Regions from separate parts of the Mus musculus genome. Here all the other regions are linked to region 3. Evidence: chromatin contacts called from public Hi-C and HiChIP or PLAC-seq data. All regions are on one chromosome and are shown on one strand. The core of a region is the stretch at or near the end of the contact, and the rest is flanking DNA. Distances in the headings are between cores, read along the strand shown.

Region 1 (4,223 bases), core at 1,388-3,887, 66 kb after region 3:
GGTGAATTCCTGACGGCTCCTGTCTCACCTCCCCAGTGCCGGGCTTACAGCTGTGTGCCACCATGCCCACCTTACAGCGTCTTTATTGGAGAATTTGGAAGAAAGAGAGAGGTTCCTGGGGGGAAAGGTGGCTATAATTTCTTGTGGAGAAATACCAGACTTTGCTTCTGTCTTGGGCTTTGGATAGTGACTGTAAGTAAGCAGAGCCGTAGTTTTCCCTGTCCTGCTCTGCTGAGATGGAGTGTCTGTGGGTTCAGATGAGACAGTTCAGGTTTGATGTAGTACAGACTGAACCCCCTCTTCTATTCAGCATGTCCCTCCAGGAGGGAACCGGAGTACTGGGTATTCTCAGCTGGGCTAATTCCCTTCAGTAGCTTTTGATTAGCTATTTTGCATTCAGTATTTTAAGATTCAAGTTTTATTATATTTTAGCATTTGTGCAGCATTTATAAACATTTGATGTGTTTTCTTACTGTGAAAAAGAAAAACAAAACAAAAACAAAAAACCCTTCCCGTTCCCACCTACCAAGTGCTGCTGAGGCTGGGGTTGGTTTTAGGTGTAGACTCTTCAGGGAAATAGACATCTGGGGCTGGTCACTACCTGCCCTGCAGCAGACTGGAGCGCTCTCTCTCTCTCTCTCTCTCTCTCTCTCTCTCTCTCTCTCCCACCTTGAGGCTTTTCTCCACCCAGGTGCTCTCCTCAAAGGTTCCAAAGTCCCTCCAGCTCTTTGTTACTTCCCTTCACCCCAGTCATAATCATGACAGACATAGGGTTGTGCTTTTCCAGTTACGTCTGACCACACTGTTTCTCTTCATTGCCTCTGACAGCCCTGCCCATCCTGGCTCCATCATACCTGTGGCTAGATTTTCAGTGGTAGATTCTTACTGCCTTAAATGGAAACTGGGCTTTGGCCTCAGTGTCCCTGTCCGCTCCCATCATTCATTCCATTCTTCTGTGGTGACCTATCGTCCTGTGTTCTGATCTCAGGCTGTTCCCTCTTACTCGGATGAGCCTCTCCATATAGATCATAGAATACATATGCTCTCTGCGTCTCAGTGTGTTCTAACTGATCACATTCCACGTTTAGAGATTTTCATCTATTCACTGGTTACATACCTATAACATAAAGTGCATGTTTTCCCCCATTTTACAGAGAAGAAAACTGAGAACCGGAGAGATTAAGTCTCTAGTTTCACACAGGTGGTGAAGTAGAAAGATCAGTATGCTTCAAAACAGACATTCCTTGTGAGAGACACTGTGTGCAGTCTCAGCGCTCTGGAGGCAGAGGCAGAGGCAGAGGCAGGCAGATCTCTGTGAGTTTGAGGACAGCCTGGTCTATAGAGGAGTTCCAGGATAGCCAGGTCTACACAGAGAAACCCTGTCTTGAAAAACCAAAAAGAGGGGCTGGAGAGATGGCTCAGTGGTTAAGAGCACTGTCTGCTCTTCCAGAGGTCCTGAGTTCAATTCCCAGCAACCACATGGTGGCTCACAACCATCTGTAATGGGATCTGGTGCCACCTTCTGGTCTGCAGGCACGCATGCAGGCAGAACACTGTATATATAATAAATAAATCTTTAAAAAAAAAAAAAAAAAAGGAAAGAAAAACCAAAAAAAGAAAGCTCTTGATAAACATTTGTCAAACAAACCAATGAATTGTTTCTTCTTTGAGCATAAAAATCTGCCCTTTAATGTGGTTTCAGATGTCTTGTGGCTTAGTCTTGTGCTCACTGAGCCTACTTAGCAACTTCATTTTCCTTGATCTAGGAGATGTCTGTGGGCATTGCCTCTGAAGCAGGTCCCTGTCTTTTCTCTGAGCATTTGGCTGCCCTTAAGCACTTAGTGGTTTTATATTGATATTATCTGTTTCTTCTACAAACTGAAAGATTCGGGAGATCGGGCCCGTTCGTTCCCCCTTTGTTAGCTCTGCGCCTGCTGCAGCGGTTGGAGGCTGCTGGGGTAGTGGAGCTGCCTTTCAGTCAGTCACACGGTGTTCTGTCAGGTGTTCTGGCCTCAGACCTTGGGGGGCAAATGCTACCAGCTCACTCACAGCTTAGAGCAGTCTAGATGGCAGCCGTGGGAAAGAGCTAACTGTAGGTGGACAGCACCCTGGCTGCACTGCTCTATTCAAAGAGTGTTCCTTTTCTTGTTCCTTGTCACTCATCCTTCTGTTCTTAGTGGTAATGCTGAACTAAACCCACTGAGCTAACCCCCACCCCTCTAGCCAGTCTAAACTAGAGGTAAATGACTATATGTATATGTGTGTGTGTGTGTAATGGTTTAGCTACTTGTGATCATGAATATGTGATCATGAATAACAGAAACTCTGTGTTCAGTGTGGCTTCAACAGGTAAGGAAACACATTGATAAAATGTCTCCGTGTGTGGGGCACATCAGGTACCAGCTGTTTCCTTCTGAGTCTCTTTGCTCTGACTACTGGTATTGATTTCAACCTCAGGATGCTATCGGATCTGCTATAATATCACGTCCAATAAATGAAAAATGAGAGAGAGAGAGAGAGAGAGAGAATATGAGAAAATTAATATATCTTATATCTGAATCTAAGTTACCCAGGCTGGCTTTGATGTCTCAGTGTAGCTGTGACCTTGAGTTTCTGACCCTTCTGATCTCACCGTCCAAGTCTGGAGTTAACATGTGTGTGACGCTGTGTCCAGTGTTTGCTGTGCTGAGGACTAGGCACGAAGTCTCCAACTGAAGCACACCCCAGCTCCTTAATTGAAATGTTTAATTAAAATATGTCGGGAAGAAGTAGTAAGTTTTTCTGTGTTAATGGCCTCCAGCGCACTCTTTGCAACCCATAGGCGTCGCTTGTTAAATAATCAATAGAAAGCTAACGAGCAGTACAGTGTTTGAAGCGATGAAATCCCACGGGAAGAATCCGATCTTAGTTGTGGACTGCACAGCCCAGGATGGAAGGGCTGCGGTGTTGTGTTGCTGGGGCTCCTTAGGATCTCAGCAGGGAAGTCGGCTAAGGGAGGAGGCCCAGCTTTACAAACACTTGTGTGTGTGGCTGGAGCCTTTTCTTTAAAAATAGAACAGTTAGCCACATTTGGTAGCTGAATCAGAATTTAGTCATTTACCAAGGAAATAGATGCCTGAGACTTTGTCTCAGTGAAGACGAGGCGTAACTGTGGGTAGCCGTGCTGACGAGGACAGTCGCCCATTTTAGTTACCACGCTAAGCTCGATTGCAGGTGACCGTGGTAGTGACTGGGGATAAGGGTATCCAGACAGGGGAGCACAGTAGGCGCTGTACTTCAGTTTGCCTTTTAAATTAAAGAGTAATCTGGAAAAGCGCTTTATGCAGCCTGAATTTCCTCAATTCCCAGTGATTTAGACTAAAGCCAGACATTGTCAGGTGTACCGTTTTCATAAGAACTGCCAGCAAGAGGAAGAGCCATGGTGACCTCATTACACCAAAACACAAAGCACCGGGGCTGAGGTGGCTTGTGGCATCCTTTCCCTATCCCCTTGGAAAAAGGCATGTACCACCAGGCCCAACTGTTCAGGAAGTTCAATGTCTGGTTGCCTTTATGAGACTATAAGCTGGCTTGGATTAGTTAATTTTGAGCATGCTCTAGTTTGATATAGGATATCTGTCTCTCCCTCCCTCCCTCCCTCCCTCCCTCCCTCCCTCCCTAAAGGAGTTCACTATGTAGCCTTGTCTAGCCTGGACTAAGTAGACCCTGTGGGGACTGAGAGCTCCTCCTGCCTTTGCTTCCCTGGGAGCTGGGATGAAAGGCGTGCATCATCTGAGCCAACAAGAAGCATTTTACTAGGGAGTTAGGGGAACACGCTGTTATTTACCAACTGGCTGTCAGTTACTGGCCTTGAAAGAACAGGGTCCAAAGGAGAGTTTAACTTTGGAGCAGGTGCCCTGAATCAGACCTGGAGCAGGGATCTGGTAATTTGCATTTAAATCTATTTCATTAAAGACCTTGTTCCCAGGTATTTGAGACTGCTGCTTTCACATACATCTCAAATAGATCCCCTGTCTCCAGAGCTTTTCAACAGCCATTCTGGATTCCTACTTCATTCTCATGTATTTTGGGTAGAGAGGTTTTGGTTTGCTGTGAAAGGTTCATGTCCATCTTGCTAACTATTGTAAATTTATCTAGTATGTAGTCACACACAAATTATACATACTGAAAAGTAACAAAGGGCGTACAATGAGCAGCAGCCTCTCCTCCCCTTACTTTGGAGC
Region 2 (4,182 bases), core at 485-2,984, 100 kb before region 3:
AGTATTTCAGCTGTTCAGAAAGAAAAATCACCTGTCCTTTCCCCCATGGATTAGGGAAAGTAATCATTCTTTTGGGGGTGGTTGGGTTTGTTTGTTTGGTTGGTTGGTTGGTTGGTTGGTTGATTTTGAGATAAGGTTTCACGCTGTAGCTCATGCTAGCCTGTCACTCATTATGTAGCCCAAGCTGGCCTTGAGGCCCAGACCACTCTCTTTCCTCAGGCTCTGTTTGTTTGGATTGTAGGCATGGGCTTGTTGTAGTCTATGCTTCCTCCTTTAACAATCATTTCCACCTTTGCTTGCAGTTGGCCCTCAGGTAGAATTGCTTCTTACACTTGAAGATGTGTTGTTGGGGCCTCCATAGGTCACTCAGCATCACTGGTCCCTTGCAGACTTTCCTGCCTTTGAGTGCTGGGCTACAGGTACATCAGCTGCTCCACTCATCAAGTATTCAGAGCTGGCTGGCCTAGGTGAAGGGGCTGGGCATAGAACAGAGAGGAACATAGCTGCAACTGCAAAGAAAAGAACGTAGAGAAATGAAGCCATGAGAGCCGTGTACTTTGCGTGACATGTTAGGGCTGAGTCCTTTTGTGGTAGGATTGATTTCATGAGCGTGCATGCATGAGCTCACACACAAACACACGCACACAGGTGCATTGTCTGTCATTAAAACCGGGTCCCATGTAGTCCAGGTTGACCTCAAACTTGCTGTGTCCCAAGGATGACCCTGAACTGCTCCTCCTGCCTCTGTCTCATAAGTGCTAGGACTGAGGGTGTGTGCCACCATACCTGACAAGAACAGGAGAGTGTCCCTTGCCTTCAGGTCCTGTGGAATGCTGAATTCTGCGTTTGCCATTGGGAGCCCTCCGTGCAGATTCAGTTGCAGATTACGATTCCACCCGCATTGGTTTTTAGATCCAAGTCATCTGTCAGATAAAGTGAGTTTGGTTTTGAGGTGACAGCTCAGTGTGGCCCAGGTTGGTCTCAAACGCCAGGCCTCAGTGGGTCTTCCCAGTTGACTGGATGCAGGCACACAGCTGCTGTAATCCTGAGACTTTGGAGGCGAATGCAGTAGATCAAGAGTTCATCCTTGGCTTACAGTGCTTTGCAGTGCTGAGCTCGGCAGTGTACTTCATTTGATTGTAAGGTAGACCCTAGCTGCCAGCAAGTGTGTTCTCACAGTTGGGGAGTTTGTGTGTTCCCCGTTATACAGTACACGTTCTCTCTAATTTTCTATGTGATCATAACCCTGTTTTAAAATTTGTCTTGGCTTTCATTTTCTACCCCTCAATGAAAGAACATTCTTTTTTTTTTTAAGTCAAGAAGTTCAAATCTGCATACTTGATGCTACCTTGGCCACTGGCAGTTGTGTTGCCACCTTATCTGGGTTCCCTGGATAGTCACATTCATGCCATGTGTTAGAATTTACATGTTAAAATGTAAACAGTAGTGAGAGCGGAGCCAGGCACAAAGGATGCATGGAGTTAAAGGTTCTACGGAATGTCCCTCTCCCTCGGTTTAGAGAATCAAGTTCTATTCCAGACTAACGGTGGGCCTGGGCTTTATATTTTTATGTAAACTATTTTTAGACTGGAGGATTTGGTTTTCAGAGGAAAGCTTTACGCATAATTAAACCATGGGAGTGTACTGGATTCTTTGATGCCTTGGGTTCACACCTACCTGCTTGCCTTCTTCTCTATAGAGCCTGAGACCTCACCCCGGGTCACCTCCAGCCTCCCTCTGTGCTCCATAATACATCTATCTTAAAGGAAACCGTTGTCTGGGTGTGGTGGCCCTGGCCTGTAATCTCAGCCTGCAGGAGACTGAGGCAGGAGGATTGAGAGAACGGGGCTAGCTTGGGCTACATGAGTTAAACCGTCTCAGAATAAGGTTTTTCCTTTTTCTTGGTGTGACAGTACAGAGCAACTGGGAAAATATTTACTTCTAGCCAAGAAGTCTGTTCTGGACTCATTCTACACAAACTTAAGTACACACACAGAGAGAGTACGATGTATGAACCTTGAGCAACCACATGACAAATGACTGTTGGTGTTTCAAACTCCCTTCAAGAGTGTGTTCTCCAGAAAAGCCATCCCTCTCAGAGTGCCACTGTTTCCCTCAGTCTTGAGTGGAGCGCAGTTCATAGTCAGGATTACCGTGTATTCAGCACAGTGACATAGGCTGTCCTCTCAGCGCTTGGGAGGCAGAGGTACCAGGGCTTGGCAAGCTTAAGGCCAGCCTGGGCCATGTACCGAGACCCTGTCTAAAAACAAGGGGATTCCTGGGTGTCCAGGTATCCCAGGGACAGATAACAGCAACTGTGCATCTTGTCCACGGCTGGGAACGTGCCGTATTCCTTCCCTGTGGTTTCTAGTCAAGGCTAGAAGTGATCCCAGATACGGTCAGCATGCAGACACCACCTACTCACTCGGGTTAGTGCTTTCTCTTGGAAACCTGCAGTTCTTGAAGTGGGTCCCGAGACCCTTGCAGGTCCCACATGGCCTGACCTGACCGGATGTGCGTTTATGACACAGGGGGGTTTCTTTTCTATCTATGCAGATAATTTGTGGTTTTCTGTACCGTTCCCTGTTGGCACCCCTCTTCCTAAGTCCAATTGAGGACTAAGGGACCACAGGTCTCAGTCCTGTGCCGTGCTGTGCCCTCTGCTGTCAGCCTCTGAGTATCTATTCACGTCATGTGTGTCTTTGACGTGTGAGAACGCATTCACAGCTGTTGCACATTGATCCCCACAACTGAACCTGCAGCTGGATTAAGTCCCGAATCCAGCATGTCTGTAATCCCCTGGTCTGTGCACTGTAGTATGCTCGCTGCACGTGTGGAAACTGGTCAGTGAGCCTCATCCGTGTGTCCTGTGATTTCAGTATCGTTGATCTGATGGGCCACAGTTCATTATCAGCTTCAACTGTCCTGTGTCCTGAGGCTTTCGAACATTCCTTGTCCTGTAAGGAGGTGACAGAGGCAGACTGTGACCCGGAAGACACTTGTGATTACCTGTAACAAACGTTGATGTTGAAACTAATAAAGAATTGTTGTTTTTTAAGTCAGCTCATTGAGCAGTCTCTTCAGTGTATATACTAGGACTGACTAGACAATAATGTAGGGCTACACATTGTGAATTCCAGGACAGCCAGGGCTATACAGTAAGACCTTGTCTCAATTAAAAGTAAACAGCTGTTCTATTTAGAAAGGAGCAGAACTCTCAAGAGGGTAGCACCCCAAATTCCTAGCCCCCAGGCCCACCCTCACCCCACTCACATTTACCAGAAGATGCCAGAGGCAGTAAGTAGCCTAAGTCTCAGTGGGTCAAAATCAACGTGTTTCTAGACTGCATAGTCGTGTCCTTGTTCTAGTGCTCTGAGCTCTGTCTGGTGGAACTCTGTAATCCTCCTGGAAGTATGTTAGGACTCAAAGGTTCTTTATATAGTTTTGAATAAAATGAACACAAAGCAAGCCGATGGTTCCACTTCCGTGGCTGCCTCTCCAGGCTGGTCTGCAGAGCTGCCACCAGGTGGCACTGTGCTTCCAGGTTGGGGCCTTGAGCTCTGCTTAAGGCTCTACTATAACTTGGGGTTCAAAAGGACCTTAGAAGGTAGGTCTAGTGCTTAGCTGGCATATACTGCGCCCCAGGCCTAATCCCCAGCACCCTGACAACACCCACCCAAACCCCTACCATCATGATCAAATCTCATTTGGTTGATAACAGTAAGCAGAAAAGACATTACAAACCGAAAAAGAAGCCATTTTTGAAAACACAGACTAGAGGTCTGAGGTGTGACCTACCTGGCAGAGTGCTTTCCTAACTTTCACAAGACCCTGTGTTGGATCCCAAGCCACCTTGGTGGCACAGGCCTATAATCCTGACACTTCTGAGGCAGGAGGATCAGGAGTTCAAGGTCATCCTTAGCTACATAGCCTGGGCTACATGATGTCAGCCTGGGCTACGTGAAGCCGTGTCTCCAAATAACAAAACAGTACGGGATAGGACTAACCATGGTCATGTATGTCTAAAAGGTCAGTTCTTTGGATTTAGACTCAAGAGGATCAGTTCAAGGTCACCCTTAACTATATACAAGTTTGAGGCTAGCCTGTGCTCCATGAAATCCTACCTCTAAAAGCCATGAAATGAAAAAGTACAGACTAGAAAATATAAGAATGAAACCTAAC
Region 3 (4,665 bases), core at 1,605-4,104:
CAGGGACTGAGCAAGCAGGGCTGACCTGATCGAGTGGGGCTGACCAGAGCAAGCAGAGGTCCTAAAAAAGTTCATTTCCCAACAACCACATGAAGGCTCACAACCATCTGTACAGCTACAGTGTACCCATATATATATAGGCTGTTGTGAGCTGCCCCATAAGTTCTAGTCATTGAATCCAGGTCCTCTGGAAGAGCAGCGAGAGTTCTTCATCCCTGAGCCATCTCTGCAGCCCCATCTTTTCACATTCTAGTTTTAAATATCTACATAAAAGGATTATCGTGGGCCAAATAATGGTGGCACACATCTTTAATCCCAACACTTGGGAGGCAGAGGCAAATGGATCTCTTAGTTCTAAGCCAGCCTGGTCTATGGAGCTGGTTCCAGAACAGCCAGGGCTATGGAGAGAAACCCTGTCTCCAAACAAATGAACAAACAATGGACCATCATGTATATGCAGGCGGCCTTCATAACAAATCATAATTGTTATGGGATCCTTGACGTCAGTGACAGCCTAGAGTGGGAGGTGCCTTTCCTGTGGCCCCTTAATTTTCATTGCATGGCTATCCTGCCTCAAAATGGCACGACCTGACACAATTCAGGAGGTTGGAGATTTGAAGTAATCTAGGTCCGCAGTAGTGGCGTGTGGTTTTTGATGCATCCATCATAAAATGCTGTTACAGTGTTTAGGGTTAGGCAGGAGGCCTGACTGACACTGGGGACCCAGATGGCCCCACTCACGCTGCAGCCGTCAGGACGCCTCAGTTCCTCACCAGCAGGCTCGTATTCCTTGATATCATTTCTTTTTCTTTCTTTTTCTTTTTAAGATTTATTTATTTATTATCTGTAACTACACTGTAGCTGTCTTCAGACACTCCAGAAGAGTGCGTCAGATCTTACTACAAGTGGTTGTGAGTGAGCCACTATGTGGTTGCTGGGATTTGAACTCAGGACCTTCGGAAGAGTAGTCAGTGCTCTTAACCACTGAGCTATCTCTCCAGCCTGATATCATTGAAGAGGGAAGAGTCTTCTTCACTGTGAGCAGACCCTGGGTCCTGCCTGCGGAGAGAGGCAACTGAGCACCAGCGATCCAGCACTAGTTCCCTGCCCTCTGCTCTGGAAGGGATGGGATGTCAGCAGACTCTTCGAGTTCCAGCCCGCCCAGACTTCCCCCATGCTGATGGCTGTAGCTGGAAGTTGCCAGGCCACTCACCCTGTGTCTTGGTTACTTTTCCATTACTGTGATAAAACGTGCATGACCGAGGCAACTTATAAAGGGAAGTGGTTAAATGGGCTTCAGCTTCGGAGGGTTAGAGTCCTCGCTGACAGAGCAAAACAAAAACACAAAACACAAGGGCAGGAACAACTGAGAGCTCACATCGTGGTCCTGCAAAGTATGACACAGAGCAAGATACTGGGAATGGCATGCATCTTTTGAAACCTCCAAGCCCACTCCTGGTGGACACATCCTCTACCAAGGACACACCTCCTAATCCTTCCCAATCAGTTCCACCAGTTAAGCATCAAGAATTCAAACACTGGAGCCTACCTGGGGGTCATTTTCATGCAAACCACTACAACCTGTACCTGTCAAGTGCAATCCTGAGAGCTGAACCCAGGCTCATAAAGACAGACCCTTGGCAAACACTGGTATTTTATCATACAACTAGGCAAAGTCCACTGATCCATGGCCTCTCTGCCTCTGTGAAATTCACAGTTCTGTGGACTGAGGACTCAGAACATTGGGCCTTCCTAGGGGACTGACTGACTCAGGCATGAATCTCCCATCCTGGATGTAGCCTTTAAACATTCACCTGGGCCAGTCTCCTTTCAGGAAGAAGGTGGAGGAGCTATGTGTCCATGTGGGTAGAGCTTGGGACCTGTTCCCGTCAGCCCTTGCTGGTGAGCTTGGGCAAGCCCTTATCTCTCTCTGGGGCTCTGGGTGCCCCTTATGGATGTACAGGCTGAGTTGGTATGTCTGATAATGCTACGGACTCACTTCTGACAAATGATAGGACATTTGAGGAACCACCATCACTGACGCATTCTCCCGGAAGCCAGTGAGGACACAGGGCCAGGTGCTGATGGAAAACGGGGCTATGCAATATCTGGGTGCTACAGGTCACACGAGGGACTCGCTGTCAAGACCTGTGACTGTATCCTTTACTATGACAAAACGGGTGGCAGAACGGACTCAGGGAGAGACATTGACAAGGGCTTATCTGTCACTGTGGTGAAGACGTGGCTGCCACAGTGGCTCAACCAGAGGCGGCAGGAGGTCCCGGTGTAGCCGCTGTGTTGCTTTTCTTAGGACAAGGCAGGCCACTGATGAGGCATTGAAAAAAGAGACGCAGCTAGACAAGGTGGCGCATGCCTTTAATCTCAACACTCAGGAGGCAGAGACAAGTGGATCTCTGAGAGTTTCAAGGCCAACCTAGTCTACAGAGTTCCAAAACAGCCAGGGCTACACAGAGAAACCCTGTCTTGAAAAACAAAAGAAGTATGTGCATGCATTCTTGAGCACACACACACACACCCCAAAATGAAAAAAAGAAAGTCTCACCCAGAGTCCAGCTTGGTTCAGACTTCCTGATGGAAGCATTGTGCAGGGAAACTCACAGGCGTGGGCGACTCAGAAAGCTGTGTCACCCAAAAGTCCCACATCTCTGAGGGATGGCTTCACGAGAATCGCATCATAGAGTTCTGCTTTCAGTTTCCCTTCCTTCTGTGACCTCAAGGGAGGCAGAGGGGAGCGAATGAGTCCTCGTGACCTCTCCACCTCTCTCAGAGTGAAGAGCGGCGGGTCCAGGATCCTTGCCACACACCTGGTTGTCTCTGAGTGTGTCTGCTGATGTCATTGCTATGACTACAGGGATAAGGGGTCAGCTGGTCACCACAGCGACCTTTGCTCCACCACAGAGGAAGGGTTGGACATACCTGGATGAAAAGCTAGGACAGTGGCTTGTTTGTATCTTGGTGGATCGGAAGCACTACCAAACAGTGACCTATGTGTATAATGCCCCGAAGGTTTCCCAACCTCCCACAAGCTGGAGTGTACAATGCATGGGTCTCTGGGTGGGGGTATTGCACATTCGAGTTGTCACCATGACTAAACAGGGCTGTTCATTTTGCTCAGTGTCTTCAGCTTACAGTGCACCGAGCTCGCGACAGATGACCAGCTCTTCTCATTTACACGTCAACCCTGGAGAGCGGTTGCTATAATTATCTGCGTTTACAAGATAAGGCAACTGAAGTCCCGAGGGGAAGGGACAACTCTAGCCAAAGCAAGCAGGAGAGGGGGAGGCAGGCCCAGCTTTAGTGCCTCAAAGCTAGCGTTTCTGTGTTTCTGTTTCCTGTCACCTAACACTCCCTCTTGAGGCATTCTTGGAAGCTGAAGGGTGTGGCAAGGACGGGGAGGCTGAGTTGACCTTCTCCAGGCCTCAGTTTCCTCGTCTGTAGAATGAAGCGATGCTTTGCGTTGAACTGAAAGCTAGAGATGGCTTTTCAGTGGGTCTCGGAGAAGAGTGTGCCTCTGCGAAACCCAAGAAGTGGGCTTCTTAAATAAATGCTGATGCGAGACAGGAAGTGGCCAAGTGTCTCAGAGCCATTGTTCCACCCCAGTGGAGGTGCCAGGATAGTTCAGGCAGGGTAAGAGGACAAAAACAAAACCGGGAGTCTTTATCTAGAACTCTCCTTTCAGAGCCTTCCAGGGAAACAGAAACTTCTGGACTGTCATTGCCGAGTTCCAAACATTTCAGAGGGCTCAGCAGGAAATCTGTCATCATCTGACCCTAGCCTTGGCATCAGCCATACAGAAGGCTGTCTGGGAAAGCCCCTCCCACTGGCAGCCTCTCTGCCATGGTCCTGCCCTGCACTGAATCCACCCTCCCCACAGCTGCAGTGGATCAGATGGCTGCCCAGCTCTCCCGCTGGGGTTGGGAGTCCCTTCTCTGGGCAGCAGCTTCATTCCTGGACTACAGAAAACCGTAGCCCAAGGACTCCGCATACTGTGTTTCTGATGCAGAGCCTCACCACAGGGTCACGAAGCGTCCTGAGTCCTTCTCGGCTGGTGCAGAAGTGTACCCTACACCCCCCCTCTGTTGGTGGATGGCAGGGCTCAGTCCCAGGGGTGTGATACTCTGGGAGTGGCTATGTTTCCCCAGTCTTGACTCTATCACTGTCTGAGAACCCTTTGAGGACTGTGCGGGACAGTGCTCCCCTTGGGTTCCCTCCAGGTTCCACTGAAGGCTTAGCATCGACTACGGTGGGTGTGCTCCTGGGTCATCTCCAGTGCCAGTCACCAAGAGCTCTGATCGCTCATAGCAGGACCCCCACTTCTGCTCCGCTCTGCTCCACTGAGTCCCTAGGTCCCTCTGTCAAAGGCTCCTACGGGATTTCTAAGTCTGTTCACTGGGATCAGGTTCATGGGCTCAGGGAGGAAGCCGAGGGCACAGGTTGCTTGTCCGTCTCATCTCAGCACCTAGGGCTGCTGATCTTCACCTTTCATTTGGGGAATTTACACGAGAGTCTTTTTTTTTTTTTTTTCTCTTGGTTTTGTATTGGGAGGGCTTGAGCCCAGGGTTGAGCATGTGTTTTTAAAAAGCGCCCTACACTTGGGAGCAGAGGCAGGCAGATCTCTGAGTTTGAGGCCAGACTGGTCTACAA

The links. A called contact is a pair of places that touch in the nucleus more often than the background predicts. HiChIP or PLAC-seq counts read pairs in DNA pulled down with a chosen protein or histone mark.
Region 1: a contact with region 3 is called in a Hi-C map of bone marrow-derived macrophages, with 85 read pairs. The contact joins two enhancer-like sites. A contact is called at or near these places in 14 of 39 promoter capture datasets (the 3T3-L1 cell line, 3T3-L1-derived adipocytes, the C10 cell line and 8 more), 2 of 15 datasets of contacts at CTCF or cohesin (the NIH/3T3 cell line and large pre-B cells), 45 of 484 Hi-C or Micro-C datasets (the 3T3-L1 cell line, the BV-2 cell line, the C3H10T1/2 cell line and 22 more), 37 of 115 datasets of contacts at active chromatin or transcription factors (the 230-238 cell line, CD8 T cells, the HPC-7 cell line and 23 more) and 4 of 9 other capture datasets (adipose tissue, bone marrow-derived macrophages, liver and 1 more).
Region 2: a contact with region 3 is called in an H3K27ac HiChIP or PLAC-seq map of embryonic stem cells, with 8 read pairs. The contact joins two enhancer-like sites. A contact is called at or near these places in 4 of 39 promoter capture datasets (the 3T3-L1 cell line, the SN4741 cell line, hippocampal neurons and 1 more), 1 of 484 Hi-C or Micro-C datasets (the HPC-7 cell line), 3 of 115 datasets of contacts at active chromatin or transcription factors (embryonic stem cells and pancreatic cancer cells) and 2 of 9 other capture datasets (adipose tissue and pancreatic islet).

Annotation. Positions count from the first base shown.
Region 1 is chr4:135,246,230-135,250,452 of GRCm38.p6, reverse strand. The region is part of intron 1 of Clic4 (chloride intracellular channel 4 (mitochondrial)); the gene reads left to right. Among named protein-coding and RNA genes, the nearest start is that of Clic4, 24 kb to the left of the region's middle. Within about 2 kb of position 2,637, at least 75 of the 459 cell types and tissues checked have an H3K27ac peak or open chromatin away from gene starts, as enhancers often do. A contact at or near this core is called in the BV-2 cell line, the C3H10T1/2 cell line, CD8 T cells and 10 more, where this site is marked.
Region 2 is chr4:135,411,188-135,415,369 of GRCm38.p6, reverse strand. Rcan3 (regulator of calcineurin 3) reads left to right here. Exons shown (of 5, transcript NM_022980.4): 5 at 1-3,061. Among named protein-coding and RNA genes, the nearest start is that of Mir700, 3.4 kb to the left of the region's middle. Within about 2 kb of position 1,734, at least 3 of the 459 cell types and tissues checked have an H3K27ac peak or open chromatin away from gene starts, as enhancers often do. A contact at or near this core is called in embryonic stem cells, where this site is marked.
Region 3 is chr4:135,312,035-135,316,699 of GRCm38.p6, reverse strand. No RefSeq gene overlaps it. Among named protein-coding and RNA genes, the nearest start is that of Gm12984, 8.2 kb to the right of the region's middle. Within about 2 kb of position 2,854, at least 282 of the 459 cell types and tissues checked have an H3K27ac peak or open chromatin away from gene starts, as enhancers often do. A contact at or near this core is called in the BV-2 cell line, the C3H10T1/2 cell line, CD8 T cells and 11 more, where this site is marked.